Regions from separate parts of the Sander lucioperca genome. Here region 1 is linked to region 2. Evidence: chromatin contacts called from public Hi-C data. All regions are on one chromosome and are shown on one strand. The core of a region is the stretch at or near the end of the contact, and the rest is flanking DNA. Distances in the headings are between cores, read along the strand shown. Region 1 holds the start of tac1 (protachykinin-1). Region 2 holds the start of sdhaf3 (succinate dehydrogenase assembly factor 3, mitochondrial).

Region 1 (4,619 bases), core at 61-2,560, 140 kb before region 2:
CACTGTGCGTGTTAGTAGTCTAGTCTCAAGTCTAATTATATCATATATTCTATTCAAAATGATGGCAAATGGAGAGAGCACAGAATGAGTAAAAAGGGCAAAAATACACCAGACCACATTTAAAAAAACTTCTTTATCAGGTGCTGATAACGTGTAATACTTGACCCCATAATATTCCATCATTATTGCTTAACTCTATCTACAGAAACACACAGCAGTCATTAGGTGTAGCAGTAGACTATATATACTGCATACGTTGATGCTGGGATTAATTACCTCAGAGCTATATTGATATCATTAAGTAAAAAAAAAACTACACATCCAGTTGTATCAGCTGTCTTACCTTTTTCATATCTGTGTACAAACTTACACGAGTAATGTTACAGGTTTATGCAACTTTTTTTTTTTTTCCAGTGACATATTTCCACGTTATAAAGTTGTTATGGCTAACACGATATTATGTCTTATTTGTATTTTTGTATATTACGTTGATATGTGCCTCTATGCAGGTCTATGTTGTTGTCTCTATTGTACAGTATGTGTCTATATTACTATTGGTCTACTGAATGTTTACTACCACATGTCTATTTGTTGAATGTATAGAGTTAACACCTACCGAAGTCAAATTCCTTGTGTATGTGAGTATACTTACAATAAAACTGATTGTGATTTAATTATAGAAACAATTATTAATTCCTACTTTTTTTGCCTCCAGACAATAATACGCGATAGGTGTCATGATGGTGAATGATTATGTCGAGGATCTAAATACCTGAATTTGATTACTGCTCGTCCAGTAGTCAGCATCTTCTTTGATGTCGTTTTCTTCGCCAAAAACTTGGGCGACGACGAGCAGAGCCATTAAAACTGGTAACAGCAGTAACTTCATCATGGCGACGCTGTTCTTCGACGCAGTTTGAATAAGTTCGACTCACTGCTCTGTTAAAATAACCGCTGATAACCGACTTCGAAACAAAAAAAAACAAAACGAGTAGCTTCAAGGTTCGAGCCAGGAGCAGCAGCTGTTCTGTGCGTGCACTGCTTCTTCACAGAGCTCAACAGTAGTCCATAGTGCGTGCGTGCGTGCGTCAAAACGCTGTGGCGGGATCCAGCCAACTGTCTTCAATGCTCTGCGCGCGCTCAGCCTCTGCAACAACTTCTTCTGCGGTCTCGTGCGTTCTCCTGTCCAGAGAGCCCGGCACGCGCTCCTTTATAGCAGCCAGCCCGGTAGTGGGATTACTCTCCTGTACTCATACTTCACTTCAGTTACACTTAGCCCTCTGATATCCCGACCTGCAGATGATGTGCGTCACTGGACATTCCCCTCCGGAAACCGAGTCTACAGGTGATCTGATTTTATCGTTCATGTTCAGAAATGCATTGTGACAGCCTGTGCAATGCTAGGATCCGACCTCTTAACGTCATTTTTCAAAAACGTTATACTACTGCGCTAACTTTGCATTTTAACATCATTTTGGACCATTATGGTAGGGGGAACACTGAACTATGTAACTAGAAAGACACCAACAAATGTGAGGAAACGTACTTTAATGCTGAGCCACAGTACTACCTACCAAGGAGGTGGTAGGCTATTCCAAATGAAATGGTGGTGTACTTTTATAGTCTCTTTGGATCAGTATTCTAGGGGTGCCTGGACTAAATTTAGGGGTGCTAATTTTAAAACTTCACAAATGACATGATGGCAATGGCAATTTTATATAGAGCACCTTTTATTACTTACACACACACACACACACACACACACACACACACACACCAATCTGGACTGTGGTCATAACAACTACTGTACATCTTATAACTTATTCCCTGTTATATATTGTTCTTTATTATTCTTATTCAATCAGTCAGTTAATATGTTATGTTAATATTTCATAGTCAGAGTTAATATTTAATAATACTCTACTGCACTGTTCAATCCCTGCACTGTTCACTGTTGCACTGTCGCCATTGCACACAGTCTACCATAGCACCTTATCATGGTCATTGCATTTCTGTGCGTGACTTTTATTTTTATTCTTATGCATGTGTGATATATGTGTGTATATGTGTTTGTTGTGTTAAGGTTGTCTAAGCTACTGGATCCTAAAATTTCCTTCGGGATGAATAAAGTATCAATCTATCTATCCACACACACACACACACACACACACACACACACACATGCACGTGCACACATAGACATCAAAAGGGGCTTGAGCACCTGCCCTTTTTCCTCCTCGAGAGAAAGTGCCCTTTTTTCTGGATGCATGTTTTTTTTATTTTTTATTTTTTATTATGAATGAATATAGCCTATACATTCCTGTTTGCACACAGAACAAAAGACTAAGCAGCCAGTGCCTCGAGTTTACAGCTAATTAGCCGAAAGACAAAACAAATAGCTAGTTAACTTGTGTCTTGCTAACATGCATGAGCTAGCTTGTGTAATAAGTTAGCTAAGGTTTAGCTGAGGCATCATCGATATGCAAATTAGGCGTTAACTAGTTAAAATGCGCTAATTTGCATTCATTTGACAAGGCACTGTAGGTGAACAGGATAAACAAAATAACTAAAACATATCAGTCTCCTAAGCCCCTCCCCCCACAAGGGAGAATGAATGTGTGTGCATGAGCAGTGATTGACATGCAGTTAGACACCCCCCACCGGCCCTGATTGGTGCATCTGAACAGTTAGACACCCCCCCTGGCCCTGATTGATGCATCTGAACAGTTAGACATATGGACACATGGAAGCAAAATAGACCAAAATCTCTAAATTGACCACAACATGTAAAAAGTGTCCTGCATTAAACAGTAACGTCATCATTATGATCGTAGGCTCCTCGTCTAATAATAACAGCGTTTTCTTCATTATTAGTGCAGTGTTTTTTTTCCTGTAAAATTAACACAATTGCAGCAACAGCCTTTTTCAGTTTAGTGTGAAGATGTTTGTTGAGATTTTTTATAAAAAAGATTTTTTTGAAATATTATTTATTCCAATAACACCAGAATAATTAAAATGATTTATTACCATTTGCAAAATAAACAAATTCTTAGTGAAACTATGTCCGTCTCCTTGGTGCAGTCACCTATTGTAAATATATACCTGAAACTAGTAACATAGAAACACACACACACACACACACACACATATACACACACACACACACACACACACACACACACACACACACACACACACATACATCAGAGAGCAGGACCATAGTAACTGAAGGCGCCCTCACCTAACCTGGATCTAATTCTGGGTATAACTAGAAATTAAATGGCCGTTATCATGTTATAATGTAATAATGTAGTCTTTGCTTGCTCTTGGGGGAATTACTGGAACTGTTGGGTCTCTGTAAATTATAGAGTGTGGTCTAGACCTACTCTATCTGTAAAGTGTCTTGAGATGAATCTTGTTATGATTTGATACTATGAATAAAATTGAATTGAATTGAATTGAATTTGCTTGAAAGAGATTTTATACGCCTAAACACGAGAGTGGAGGGATTTCAGTGTTGTTTTCACATTTGTATTCTTTCTTAACACTGAATTGGTGATTTACTTTAGTTAGTTTATAGCAGGCCAATTCCCGGTGGACCGGTCTGTTTTTTTGGTGGCAAGGGCTGGCGTTTAGTCAAAGGCGAGAAGCTCTAGAAAGTCACGCGGCCACAGAAGCGAAACAAGCTACAATGTAAGTTAATAGGACAATTGTCCAGCTTGTATTTACCTTCACAAAACTGCTCGTTTTGCCACTGACAGACTCAGATTAATATAATAAGTGTCTGACAATATTATGGAAAGGATTTCTAAGGAGGTCAACCTTTCTGTTAAAGAGTAAGATGCTTTTTTTAAACATAAAAACATCCGCAAAATTGCATTCGCTAAACCCACCAGACTCCATGTAAATAAACAGTGATTTTAGCATCGTAAAATACACTTCATTCAAAGTCGCCAGAAACAAAATAAAACTATGAAAAGCAGTTTTGGATAAAAGTATTGCTTTTTTAAATGGAGTCTGGTTGGTTTAGTGCTAGTGACTTCAGAGCTGTTTCTGGTTAAACAAAAAGGTCTTAAAGACCTTTTAGAGAGATTTATCCCTGAAGGGATCCTTTCCATAACATTCTCAGACACTTAGAATATTAATCTGAGCCTGTCAGTGGCAAAAAAAAATTTTTTTGTGAAGGTAAATACAAGCTGGACAACTGCCCTATTAATTATTACATTGTAGCTTGTTTCTCTGACTGCCGACTGCAGCGATCTCGCTTAATACTGGACCAACGTCAAAGATTGTTGTTCCCATCAGTCACTTAGACACAGAAATAGGGCTGGGCAATATATCAATATTATATCGATATCGTGATATGAGACTAGATATTGTCTTAGATTTTGGATATCGTAATATGGCATAGATGTTGTCTTTTCCTGGTTTTAAAGGCTGCATTACAGTAAAGTGATGTCATTTTCTGAACTTATCAGACTGTTGTAACTGCTCTATTATTTACCTTTACCCACTTAGACATTATATCCACATTACTGATGATTATTTATCAAAAATCTCATTGTGTAAATATTTTGTGAAAGCACCAATAGTCAACACTACAATATCGTTGCGGTACC
Region 2 (4,423 bases), core at 611-3,110:
CTTACATATGGTGGGTATTTTATAGGCTGATTTAGACTCAATATGTTTCAAATTTGACCACCACTTTTAGGCTCAATCATTTATCCACCAGAACTTTTTAGAACTATTCCCAACAGTGCACGGAGGGCTTTGAAACAGCATATAGCACCCATATTTGATTAATTTATTAATGCTTTATTTAACAGGTTTGCAATTTACTAATTATTCCCTAGGCCTATATGCAGAGGTTAAATTGGGCCAGAGCGCACCAGAGCGCAGCTCCGCCTCCTCAGGTCCACAACACACCCTGCCGGAGCTCAGCTCCGTCTCCTTCAGCACCAAATATTGTTATTCCACCTCATCTCCTGGCAAATACATGGCATCTGAGACTGAATATTTAGCAAGACTACACAGAGACACCCAGGCTACATGGAATTATCAGACGTCTTAATGCATTAATCGCTGCGTTCTCTGGTTCAGCACCCCGCCCACAGACATCAAGGGAATACTGTCACAATTCTAGGCGTGTCATATAGGCTATATGTGATCTGGTAACGTTACCTAATACAGGGAAACAGAGACAAAAGTTAAGTTTAGTTTGAGTTGACTTAGTGTGGCAGAACATATGATGAATAATTCTAATGAAGGGGGTTATTTTAACACCCACTGAGAACAAGGTTTTCAAACGTCCTTTAAAATCTTCCAATTTAATGCAAATTCCAATTCTTAATCTGCAAATGTAAAAAAAAACAAAAACCGACTTGATACATTTAAAGAAAACTACCCTGGACTGGACTGATTGGCACTGTTTGACTCCCTTACTGGCTATATTAGCCATCTGCCCATTTTGCTAGCTTGCCTGTATGGTCAATACACCATGCTGTTTTTTTGTCTGTATGGACAGTTTTCAACTTTAACTTAAACTCTTCTTCAAGTCTTTTACTAATGTCTATGTATAGTTAAGTAATGATTATTCTATTTTTGATATATTGTGTAGCCTGTTGTACTTGAACAGATATAGAATTTGCACTGGCACTATGATACCATTGCACCTTTCTGCATTTTTTTCCACACCGCTCTGTTAAACATGCTACAACCAAACTTTAATGTAAGGGCACACTATTAATATATCTTTCTTTGTATTTTTATAGTATGTGTGCGTGGATGTCATATGTCATATGTCTGTGTGCCTATGTATATGTTGTGTATAAGCTATTGGACACCTTAATTTCCTTCTCTATCTATCTATCTATCTAATTCGGGATAGAAATCCACAGGCAACACTTAGTTTAATACCTCTGTCCACCATGTTGGATACGAGCAGGCTAATGATAACTAATGAAGACATTATTACATTGTGTTGTAAGTAAGAGGTGGCGTTTAGTAAATTCGGTGTAAAAAGGATGAGAATTTGGGTTTGAGTGTAGAGTATAACAGTGAGACTATCTACAATCATGTAAACTTTAAATTGAGAGATTTATGAATGGGGTTTGGTTAGTGCGACTTTATAGGGATGAAATGGTTTACCTCCCACTCTGTCATGAAGCTCGTCACCTCTTCGGACGACGCCCGTTTGTTTCTTCTGAACTCGTCTTTGACATACTGGTCCCCGAGGGCTCTTAAATCTATCGGCAGGAACCGATGCAGGACCAGAATCCTCTTGTACAATGACCGGACTCTGGAGACATGAGCAGAAGCTGCCATGAAGTCAAGTACCGCAAACTAACAGTTACTATCAGTGAACGTTTAAATACAACTTTTAACAGCTGTCCTGTATTCCAAAAACAGTGAGAGACATAACGGCGTTAGAAAGCGACATTCCCAAGGAGAGTTACTCAACACATGTCCTTGTTTCTCCCGGAAATGGACCTTCTTATTCTGGTTGGCAAACATCAGCTCCACCTGCTGGCCTGGAGCAGTAACTCCGCAAGGAAAGCACAAATACATTCTTCTTCTCAGGAGTTAATTACAGTTTTTCTCAGTCGCTTTGGTGCATTTCTCACATCACTATTTACATTTGCACAACAGTTAGTTCAACCTCCACAACATTTAGTCATTTGTGCACATCATAGTAGCAGTTTCTCATTCCTTCCAACAAATTGCAAATGCTTTTGGACATGCATCAATTGCTTTCATACAACTCTCTGCTGTTTTATAACATTATCATTTGCTTATGTCATGTCAGTCAAAATTAACTATACTTGTGAATGCTGAATAGTCATTCCATATTAAACTAATAGTCCTCATTTCATTGCTTGAGTCATTCCATACAAAAATGTTGAACTAGTTGTCAACATCATCTCTTTTTACATCTTTTTTTTCCTGAAAATGTCTCCTAAATTGAACAATTTCTCTCAGGTGAATCTCAGCTTTCACTGATGAGAAGGGGTGTGTGAAGCATTAGTTGCAACCAATGATAAGCCACTTCTCTATCACTGTCAGAGCTGAATCCCATAAACCCCCACTTTACAAGCATATATGAACCAAGCAGGACATAGTGTGTACCATTTCTACAATACTGTGACACAGAAATGGAAGGTCAGCCTCGTGGAAGAGGGGTGAGGGTGTGGGGAGGAAGGGGAAGGGGACAAAACAGGGGAAGAGGAAGAAGAGGCCAAGTACATAGGCGGATCCCTGATGAAATCAGGGCTACAATTGTGGCTCATGTTGTCAATCACGGCCTCACAATGGCTGAGGCTGGTCGTAGGGTGCAGCCAAATGTTGGGAGAACCACTGTAAATTCAATTATTCAAACATTTCGTCGGGAGAACAGGTGTGTATAAATGGACAGTAATTCAGCACTAAACAATCTGCACCGCACTACTGTCATTGTGTCATACATGAAGCTTGCAGTGGGACAATAACTTGTCACTGTACATTTTACATTTAGACGTACAGCTTTACTGCATCACACATTTAGTGTATTGTAGTGTACAGTGGTGTTACAGTAAAGATTTGCCATATTTACTGTAATTTTACTCTGCAACACACAGGATTGCAAGACACAATTGCATACAGTAATGTGTAACTTTACTGTATTTTTCAAATTGCTGTGCAAATACAACCCCAAATCAGAAAAAGTTGGGACAGTATGGAAAACACAAATAAAAAAGAAAGTAGTGATTTCTAAATGTACTTTGACTTGTATTTCATTGCAGACAATGTGAACACAAAATATTTCATGTTTTGTCTGGTCAACTTAATTTCATTTGTAAATATACATCCTTTCCTGTCATTCAGACCTGCAACACATTCCAAAAAAGGTTGGGACAGGAGCAATTTAGGGCTAGTAATCAGGGAAATTGGTTAAATAATGATGTGATTTGAAACAGGTGATGTCAACAGGTGATTGTAATTATGATTTGGTACAAAAGCAGCATCCAAGAAAAGTCTAGTCCTTTAGGAGCAAAGATGGGCCGAGGATCGCCAGTTTGCCAACAAATACATGAGAAAATTATTGAAAGGTTTAAAAACAACGTTCCTCAAAGAAAGATAGGAAGACATTTGCTTATTTCACCTTCAACAGTGCATAACATAATTAAAAGATTCAAGGAATGTGGAGGAATTTCAGTGCGTAAAGGACAAGGGCGCAAGCCTAAGCTGAACAACCGTGATCTCCGATCCCTCAGGCGGCACTGCATCAAGAATCGTCATTCATCTATAAGCCATATCACCACATGGGCTCAGGACTACTTTGGCTAACCTTTGTCAAGTACCACAATACGTAGTTACATCCACAAATGGCAGTTAAAACTGTACTGTGCCAAAAGGAAGCCCTATGTTAACAGTGTCCAGAAGCGCCGTCGACTTCTCTGGTATCGGAGGCATCTGGGATGGACCATCACACAGTGGAAACGTGTACTGTGGTCAGATGAATCAGTATTTCAGGTATTTTTTGGGAGAAATGGACGCCGTGTGCTCCGGACCAAAGAAGAAAAGGATCATCCAGACTGTTACCAGCAACAAGTCCAAAAGCCAGGGTCTGTCATGGTATGGGGTTGTGTCAGTGCCCTTGGCAAAGGTAACTTGCACTTTTGTGATGGCACCATTAATGCTGAAAAGTACATAGAGATTTTGGAGCACAATATGCTGCCTTCAAGAAGACATCTTTTCCTGGGACGTCCATGCATATTTCAACAAGATAATGCAAAACCACATTCTGCACACATTACAAAGTCCTGGCTGCGGAGGAAGAGGATACGGGTACTTGACTGGCCTGCCTGCAGTCCCGACCTGTCTCCAGTAGAGAATGTGTGGCACATTTTGAAGCGCAAAATGCGACAACGAAGACCCCGTACTGTTGCCCACCTTAAGACTTGTTTGCAGCAAGAATGGGACAAAATTACACCTGAAACACTTCATCACTTGGTGTCTTCAGTCCCTAAACGTCTTTTAAGTGTTGTGAAAAGGAATGGCAACATTACAAAGTGGTAAATGCTTTACT

What was found. Hi-C and Micro-C count contacts between places; a contact is called where the count stands out from the background.
Region 1: a contact with region 2 is called in a Hi-C map of muscle, with 6 times the contacts expected there. The contact joins the promoter of tac1 here to the promoter of sdhaf3 in region 2. A contact is called at or near these places in 2 of 2 Hi-C or Micro-C datasets (liver and muscle).

The regions. Positions count from the first base shown.
Region 1 is chr16:27,680,433-27,685,051 of SLUC_FBN_1.2, reverse strand. tac1 (protachykinin-1) reads right to left here and starts at 1,310. Exons shown (of 5, transcript XM_031279327.2): 1 at 773-1,310. The coding sequence starts at 892.
Region 2 is chr16:27,538,025-27,542,447 of SLUC_FBN_1.2, reverse strand. sdhaf3 (succinate dehydrogenase assembly factor 3, mitochondrial) reads right to left here and starts at 1,860. Exons shown (of 2, transcript XM_031279325.2): 1 at 1,507-1,860. The coding sequence starts at 1,683.